Linked DNA regions of Sus scrofa: regions 1 and 3 are each linked to region 2. The links are chromatin contacts, called in public promoter capture Hi-C maps. All regions are on one chromosome and are shown on one strand. The core of a region is the stretch at or near the end of the contact, and the rest is flanking DNA. Distances in the headings are between cores, read along the strand shown. Region 1 holds the start of SLC28A1 (solute carrier family 28 member 1). Region 2 holds the start of NMB (neuromedin B). Region 3 holds the start of ALPK3 (alpha-protein kinase 3).

Region 1 (2,999 bases), core at 33-2,532, 230 kb before region 2:
GGGGCCAAACCAGGATGGGGGGAGGGGACAGACCAGGCTTTCCAGCAGCTCGGCCCCCATGTTCTCCAAACCATTGGCCACTGATGTGAGAGAGATGGGGTCCCTCTGTCTCGGTGTATTGTCCTCCATGTGCCAGACCTTCCAGCTGAAAGACAGAGTCAGGGTCCAAGGCTGAAAGGGGAGGCCAGGCAGGACCCAATGAGGGGCTGGGTAAGGGGAGGAGCATGGGAGGGAGGGGGCTGTGGGGGAGGAGCAGCAGCCTAACACAACATCTACCACCCCAGGGGGCAACTCTCAGGAGGCCAGAGGCCCTAGCAACAGAGGAAGGCCCCTCTTCCTGCACTTACTTCTGAACCTGAGAGGCCAAGCAGAACCAAGGCAAATGCCTTCCATTTCACAGGGAAGCAAAGGAAGGAATTATGTACATCATGTCTATGTATCTGACACAGGCATTTTCCTGAAGACAGGACCTAGCTTTCATCAGTCCCCACAACAGGTTAAAATCATTGCCATTAAGTGATCATTTTATTGTATTATACTCTCCCTTCTCTGAAAGATGGAGAGACAAATCCTGAAGATATCGTTCCAGTCCCTGGATCCAACCATACCTGAAACCAGTCCTGTCCCTCAACTTTTCAATTGCAAGAGCCAATCTAGGAGTTCCCATCATGGCTCAGTGGAAATGAATCTGACTAGCATCCATGAGGTTGCGGGTTCAATCCCTGGCCTTGCTCAGTGGGTTAAGGAGCCAACATTGCCATGAGCTGTGGTGTAGCTTGCAGATGCAGCTCAGATCTGGCATTGCTGTGGCTGTGGTGTAGGCTGGCAGCTATAGCTCCAATTGGATGTCAAGACTGGGAACCTCCATATGCCACGGGTGCATCCCTAAAGCCCTAAAAAGACAAAAAGACAAAAACAAACAAACAAACGAGCCAATAAAGTCTCTCTCTCTCTCTCTTTTTTTTTTTTTTTTTTTTCTGGCTGAAGCTCAGTTTAGAAGGCTAAATAAGAGCCCTAACTAAGATCCTATCTCTCTCCACTCCTGTCCCCTCTCTTTTTCTTCCCCTCAAGGAGCAACCAACCCTCTGCAAATGCTAGAGGACATGCACATGCACAGGGGCGAGCACAGGCGCACACATGAGCAGAGACACACAGGGAAGTGCACACACAGCAGAGCCTGGGGAAGTCCAGCCACCCCTGCTCACACACAAACACAGACACACAGCTGCACAGAGAGCAGTAGGCTCCTCTTCCTACTCACGCATTCGTGGTCAACAAGTCCCTCTCACAGACAGACGGAAGGGAGTATTTCCACAGGGACAGATCAGATCCAACCTGCTTGAACTTTGGCCTGTCTTCTCATTTCAGTGCAAATTCCTGGGCAGAGTCCAGAGTTTGAGTAGGCTGGGCCTCTCACCCGGCTCTGTCCAGCATCCTCTCCAGAGCCCAGGGCCACGGCTAGGGCAGGGACCCCAGCCTCTCTCAGGGGAAAGAGGCCCCACTCTACTACAGTGGGGTTCAATCCCTGGCCTCGCTGGAGCCTGGCCCATGGAGTTCCTGCTTAGTCACAGAATCTACCATCTTCATCTGAGACACCCTTCTCTCTTTCCTGCTTCCAAAGAGGCTCACCTCATCCAGTAAGCCCTCTTTTATTATTTGCATCCTCCCCATATCTCCTCCTGGGGCCTCCTTTTCCACCTGCCATCAGTGCTATTCAGCTTTTTTTTTTTTTTTTTTTGTCTTTTGTTGTTGTTGTTATTGTTGTTGTTGCTATTTCTTGGGCCGCTCCCGCGGCATATGGAGGTTCCCAGGCTAGGGGTTGAATCGGAGCTGTAGCCACCGGCCTACGCCAAAGCCACAGCAATGCGGGATCCGAGCCGCGTCTGCAACCTACACCACAGCTCACGGCAACGCCGGATCGTTAACCCACTGAGCAAGGGCAGGGACCGAACCCACAACCACATGGTTCCTAGTCGGATTCGTTAACCACTGCGCCACGACGGGAACTCCTATTCAGCTTTTTGAATTGTGTATTTTATCATTCATTTTACGTCTTACCAAGTCTCCCTTTTCTTATTGGACCATGAATTATAACAGCAGCCTATTTTCCTGAGCTTGAAGATAAGGAAAGCAGTGTGGTACCACAAGCAGTAAAAGTGTTTCAGAGCAAAAATCACAGTTAGCCCCCCTTTTCCATTTTTTTTTAAACTGACCCCTAAGCAACAGTGTGCAAAGTCAAGGGACAAACACTTTCAGGTTTCAATCCTCAAACTAAACATTAAACTTATCTGACAGCATTGACATCTCTTTAATAATTAATCATACGCAGTCAGGACAAAACCCCCTACAATGCATAAACACTTCCTGGTACCCGGAGGCGGAGTTACCAGCACAGGCTGGTTGTTTTGGAAGTTTGGGGACCATGATGGATGAAGCGCAAGGGCACCTCTTCTGTTTAAAAGCAGTTTTTGGCATTCTGATTACCAAAGCATTGCACATGCATCATTAAACATGTAAGCATTATAGAAATATGGCGTTCCTGTCGTGGCTCAGTGAAAACCAATCTGACTAGCATCCACCAGGACACAGGTTTGATCCCTGGCCTTGCTCAGTGGGTTAAGGATCCTGTGTTGCTGTGGCTGCGGTGTAGGCCAGCAGCTACAGCTCCACTTTGACCCCTATCCTGGGAACCTCCATATGCCACAGATGTGGCCCCCCAAAGACCCCCCCCCCGAAAAAAAAGAAAGAAAGGAATATACAAAACACAGGATGTTAAAAATCCCTCTAATCTAAGCCCTCTGGAGATGACCACCATTGAGCTTGTGGAATTTTTCTCCAGACTTTTTTCATAAGCAAATACCCATTTATGTTACTCATTTTACAAAAGAGGCTCGCACTACACCAGATTGATTACAATTTGCTTTTCTGGGTGGAGATCCACACCATGCCTCACTCACCCTGTTGGGGACTCACGTGATGCCCTGATTAGAAACTAAAGA
Region 2 (2,813 bases), core at 107-2,606:
AGGTGTAAATGCCAAGGTGGGAGATGAGAAGAAGGAGATTGGGAAAAAAGCCTGGGCTGGAAATGAAGTATGCTTGTCCTGAGCTTCTGGGAGCTCAGCATGACAACCAGCTTCTCCAACACGCTTCCCCTTTTAAGATGGTGATCCACAGAGCTAGCAGGCCTTATTGAGCTGGATATGCAAGAGTAATAATAGTAATACCATTATCGAGCCAGACTGGGGAGTAGGTTCTGTCCCTGCCACACCAAAGTGTTTCTGAGAAGAGTCGAGAGCCCAGGAGTTGGTCCATATCCTTCCTCCACCATTCACTCCTTTTGTACTGTCTCTCCAATGAGATGGTAAACTCTTGTCTCCCCTAGCATAGTGCCCTGAACTTTGGTGTTTAGTAACCATTCAAGCAAAAGCAAGTGCATTATTCTGGAACATCAAGTGCATCTTCTCCTATTCATTAAGTGTTGCCACTGACCTAAAAGTTCTTTCCAAGACAAGTCTGGAGAGCTCCCTGGGAGGAGGAGGGTGCTGAATGTGAGAGAGTCCTATAGGTCTGTTGCTTCCTGCCACAAAATAATTGGGCTACAAAATGTCAATTTATTAAAAAATAGGACACTGTGGCTATTCCCATTTTACAATTGAAGAAGGTGAGGGTCAAAGAGGTCACAGATCTTTGTATACGGACTCCTGGCTTAGTGCTCTTCACTCCCCTGACCCAGAAATCTGCCTCCTGGCCAACTGATGGGCCGAGTTCCCCCGAGCAGGGCTTGGGTCGGGAGGACCCCCGCCATCCATCATTCTGCATGCGCATCCCGAGCACCTGCAGTGATTTGCAGAGACCTGGTGAGTGCTGGCTGTGAGAGAGCAGAGACCGGGTGAACACGGTCAGATTCCCCGGGAGGGAAAGCTGACAGGCATTTTATGGAGCTCCTTTGGTGCCTGGCACTTTGCTGGGCACCGTAACGCCTGTTACATGGGAGGAGGCGTCCTTACCCCTATTTCTACCCTGAGAGAGAGAAAGTAACCATTTTACTGAAAAGCCAAGAACCACTGGGAGTGGCGAGGAAGGGCGGGGCCAGCTCCTCAGTTTAAGGTGGTGGGCTTGGGTCGGAACGCCCGAGGCAGCAGTGCCCACATGGGGGCAGCGGTGCGGACCGGCGGGCGGTGGAGGGGCCCCAGACCTGCACCCCTGCCCAAGGGCTTCGGGGAGGGCGGGGAAGGGGCGGCATCCGGCGCTCCAGGGGCGGGTTCCTTCGGAGCAGGCTCCGCCTCCAGGAGCGCGGGTTTAAAAGGAGGGAAGGCGCGCACCAAGGACTGGAGCTGCGGCCAAGTGCACCTGAGCAGAGGTTGCGGCCGGGGCCCAGCCATGACCCTGCGGGCTAGGGGCGCTCGGCTGCTGGGCGGCCTCCTGTTCTTCACTCTGCTCGCTGCCGGCGCCGCCCCGCTCAGCTGGGATCTCCCGGAGCCTCGCAGCCGAGCCGGCAAGATCCGAGTGCACCCGCGAGGCAATCTCTGGGCCACCGGTAAGTCTTCGGGGACCAGGCAAGCGCATCCCATCCTGCCCTGACCCTATTTAAAAATCTCTGGCCTCTCCTCAGCTAGGGACACTAGTGCCCAGGCTAATGGGGACCCTGGAACTCATCTAGTCTAACAAGTGGGGAACTTGAGACTCAGACAGGTCAGTGACTTGGCTAAGATCACTCACTCATCCAGTTTAAAGCAGAGCTGGGGCTGGATCCTAGATCTGCCTGCCAGCCTGTGCCCCTTCTCTTAGACAAGTTTCCACTGAATCCTCTAGCCTCTGGTGGGTCCCCTCTGCATCTTCACCTCCCAGACCGCTCTTGTTCTCCACTTCTGCCGTCTCCCTGTCCCTCTTCTATGCAGGCAGCACAATTGGCAGAGTTTCTTCCGGCCCTGGGCCATTCCACCCTCCTTCCAGCTGTGCCATCTCCTCCACACCCCCTCCACCTGTTGCCACCACCCAGGGTCTCTGGCTTCTTGGTATCGTGGAGCAGGAAGGTTGTGTATCTTCCTGCCATGAGAACTGAAAGGTGGGAGAGATGGGGAACTTTCCCACTGCAGAAGGATCCTTGTTTTGTGACTTCCTTGTGTCTCGGTACCTACTTTCTAGGTCACTTCATGGGCAAGAAGAGTCTGGAGCCCCCCAATCCATCCCTACTGGGGACAACGCACCACATCTCTCTGAGGGACCAGAGACTGCAGCTGAGTCATGATCTGCTCAGGATCCTCCTGCAAAAGAAAGCTCTGGGCTTGAGCCTCAGCGGCCCAGCATCTCACACCCCGGTGAGCCAGCCACCCCACCCCACCCCACCCCCCGCGCGCCCCGCCCCACCTCAGGCCCAGGAGAGGCTCAGCCACTCATATCCAGCATTGGGCTTAGGGTTTGAGTGCCCAGCCTGGGTGTGATAGGCCCAGGAAAGTCAGGGATCCCAGGCTCTCCTTGTGATCCAGAGCTCAAAGGGAGAGGATTCCCAAGAAAGGAAGCTGACCTTCCCAGCAAACCCCACGGAACAAAAAGTAGGGGAAGATGTTTCCTCACCCATTGCCCAGTCTAAAGTCACAGCCTGGGATCATCCAGCTTCTTTGCAGCAGGATCCGCACCTCCCCCACAATCTACGCAGACTTGCCTCACCCCACCTGTCTATCTTTGCTGTGCCCTGTATGTGCTTGTATGGACCCTGAGGCCCAGAGAAGGGATGAAGAGAATTAGACAGCAGCCAAGATAGAGTCTAGACCTTCCCAGTCTCTCATCTGCCTCAGTGACCAATGGCAGGTCACTCAACCCTAGCACTCTTGACCTT
Region 3 (2,873 bases), core at 264-2,763, 160 kb before region 2:
ACACAAATTTCCTTCCAGCCTTTCCATAGAGCCCATGGTCAGGAGGAAGGGGCATTCTTTCTTGGCAGCCAGGGTCCTTGCCGAGTCTGACTCAGTCACTCACACCAGCCCTCAGCCCTGTCCTAGACATGTGACACCATTTGACGAGTTTTATGCTGAAACCGGTTCCGGTTACATTTGAACTTTTCCAACTCCAAGGTCAACAGAACTCAGCCAATCCACGAGGAAGTGCCTGGGACTTTTCCTGAATGTCCTTGATGTCTGTTTTTGTGCTGTTTTAAGAACGGAGGACAAGAGGTCTCTGGACAGCTTCTCAGAGGAGTGGCTGTTTTCGGTCTAACCTACGACAAGCCAAGTGCTGGGGCTGTGACACAACCACAAAAGCTAGCCATCACAATTCCCTGAGGAGTAGGCTCCAGTGGTGGAGGGAGACGGAGTGGCCGAGAGGGGGCAGGAAGTATCCGTCTCCAAGGCAATGCACGTGTCCCCATGGGCCAGTGTGCCTTTGAGTGCCAAAATGCCTCTCTATTGTCTGTGTCCTTACATCTGTAGGTAGCCGAGCTCCTAAAACAAAGCATCCACACCTCTTTAATTAACTCTTGGAAGGGGAGTAAAGGGTTCATCAGTTCAGCCTCTTCCCTTGGCATCCCATTGCCCCCAACTGGGCAGGGCACTTGGCTTCCTCAGAGCCACAACCTCTGAATCTTCAGGCAGGACCAACCAGCAAGCCACCCCTTCACCTCAACAGCCCCCACCAGGATCCTGGGGAAGACCAGGGTTCTGGGCCCAGAGGGAAAACCGTCTTTGCAGTTTATTTCCTCCTGGCGAATCCCAAGCCAAACAGCCCCCCACCCCAGGGCAGTGGCCCTGGCGTCCCCTCCTGCCTCCCTGCTGCTCGCCCACCCCCTCCCTGCCAGCCCCGAGGAATTTCGGCCTCCCCTGCCTTCCTTATCGCAAACTGTGGAATCTGAAGCCCGGGAGTACCGGCGGTGGGGGCGGCGGGGCGGGAGCAAGGGAGCGCAGATAAGGAGAGCCTTCGGGGGGCCCCCGTGAAATCACCCCGAACTAGGGCCCCTCTCGTCCCCTGAGCCTCTCCTGGCCAGAGGCCCGAGGTTCACGGGCCCTGAGAGGGCAGGGGAGCGGGCCCGGCCTGGCCGTGACCCGGGCCTCGGGCCTCCAGTCAGCGCGGGGGGCCCATCCGAGGGCCTCACTCGAGGCCTCTGCCCGCCCGACGCCGGCCCGGCCCCCCCCCGAGCGCGACTCACCTGGTCTCGGGCCGCACGCTGAGCAGGTAGCTGCGGCTGGCGGGGCTGGGGATCCACACGGGCCCGTCGTCCTCGCCGTCGTCCCCCGCCCCGGCCCGTCCGCCCGAGCCCCAGCCCCGGCTGGACACCCTCCGCGACCCCATGCTGCCGCCGGCCCGCACTCGCCGTCGGCTCCCGCCCGCTCTCCAGGCCTCTGCCCGCCCGGCTCCACGCCGCTGGCCGCCGCTCCCCCTCCCGCGGCTGACGCGCGCCCCTATTTATAGCCCCGGGGCCCGGCCGTCGTCACCTGCTGCTGTCCCTCCCCCGGCCCGGCCACCGCGGCCTCCCAGGCGCCGGGGGGCGCCGGGGCGCGGAGGCCCCGCCAGGCCTTGCCCGAGGGGCCGACTCCGGGTCTCTGGTTTCTTCCCTCAGCCGACCGCCCGTCGGGTGTACAGCTCTCCCACCGTGCGCCTCCTTGGCGGCGGTGTGCTCCCGCTTCGCGCGCGCCTCTGCCTCAGCAGCGGCGGCGTCCGACCCTCTCTGAGCCGAAGGGGAAAGGGTGGGGGTGGGGTGCGACTCTAGAAAGGGACCCAGTACGTGCCCCTAACAGGTCCCTAGGACCCTAGCTCCCTAGTCACCTCCCTGCCCTGCCCTGCCCGCGCCCCGTTTTGAAGGTGTGGAAGCTCCGGCTGTGCGGCCTTGGCCAAGCGGAGGGTGCCGAAGGACCCAAGGCACATTGTGAATCAACTGTAATAGAAAAAAATAAAAATCTTAAATAAAAAAGGAAGTATCCAAGGAGCTGCGCGGGGCGTTTGAGGCCTGGAGAAAGGCACCAAGGGGGCAAAGAGCCGCTAGGAGCTTGGGCTGGATCCAATGGGAGACAAGGGAGCCAGGGACTCGCCCCTCTTCCTGGCAGCAGACCTGACTGCCCCTGGCCTTGCCAGTGGCTGTTGGTCCAGCACTTAGACAAACTCAAACTCATATACCTCCATAAGTGACCTCGGTTCCTAGGAGGCCAGATTTCCTCTGGGTACCTCTGTGTTCCTCTCCATTATCTAGCATAGATCAGGGCTTCAGCGAACAATTCTAGAATTATTGAACCTCCTTTGCCACCCTTTTCAGCCTCCTTTCCCCAGCACCCAAAGGGGAAATGGGCTGAGTCCTAACGCCCAGAAAAATAATTTAATCATTCAATAGTTTCTGAGAGCAAAATTCTAAGCACTATCTAAATATGGTACTAAATATTGGGAGTGTCCAAGTTGGTTTAATCTTCTCCTACATCCTTGAGAGCATCCAGAAAGTACCTAGAGATGGATGATTTTAATCATTAGGAAGTTGGAGCAGGAAGTTCCTGCAGTGGCTCAGCATTAACGAGCCCCACTAGTATCCATGAGGATGAGGGTTCGATCCCTGGCCTCGCTCAGTGGGTTAAGGATCTGGCATTGCCATGAGCTGTGGTGTAGGTTGCAGACACACCTTGGATCCCATATTGCTGTGGCTGTGGTTAGGCTGGCAGCTGTAGCTCTGATTCAAGCCCTAGCCTGGGAACTTCCATATGCCGAAGGTGCGGCCCTAAAAAGCAAAAAAAAAAAGAAAAAGAAAAAAAAATTGGAGCAAAGGAGTACAACC

What was found. Promoter capture Hi-C pulls out the DNA fragments that hold promoters and counts their contacts.
Region 1: a promoter capture Hi-C map of liver shows a contact between it and region 2, with 2.4 times the contacts expected there. The contact joins the promoter of SLC28A1 here to the promoter of NMB in region 2. A contact is called at or near these places in 1 of 5 promoter capture datasets (liver) and 1 of 2 datasets of contacts at active chromatin or transcription factors (alveolar macrophages).
Region 3: a contact with region 2 is called in a promoter capture Hi-C map of fetal liver, with 2.3 times the contacts expected there. The contact joins the promoter of ALPK3 here to the promoter of NMB in region 2. A contact is called at or near these places in 1 of 5 promoter capture datasets (fetal liver) and 1 of 2 datasets of contacts at active chromatin or transcription factors (alveolar macrophages).

The regions. Positions count from the first base shown.
Region 1 is chr7:52,651,540-52,654,538 of Sscrofa11.1, forward strand. SLC28A1 (solute carrier family 28 member 1) reads right to left here and starts at 1,283. Exons shown (of 18, transcript NM_214112.1): 1 at 1,262-1,283; 2 at 34-145. The coding sequence starts at 129.
Region 2 is chr7:52,881,882-52,884,694 of Sscrofa11.1, forward strand. It overlaps NMB (neuromedin B), which reads left to right and starts at 1,357. Exons shown (of 3, transcript NM_001123145.1): 1 at 1,357-1,514; 2 at 2,123-2,295. The coding sequence starts at 1,358.
Region 3 is chr7:52,717,262-52,720,134 of Sscrofa11.1, forward strand. ALPK3 (alpha-protein kinase 3) reads right to left here and starts at 1,514. Exons shown (of 14, transcript XM_021098900.1): 1 at 1,266-1,514. The coding sequence starts at 1,408.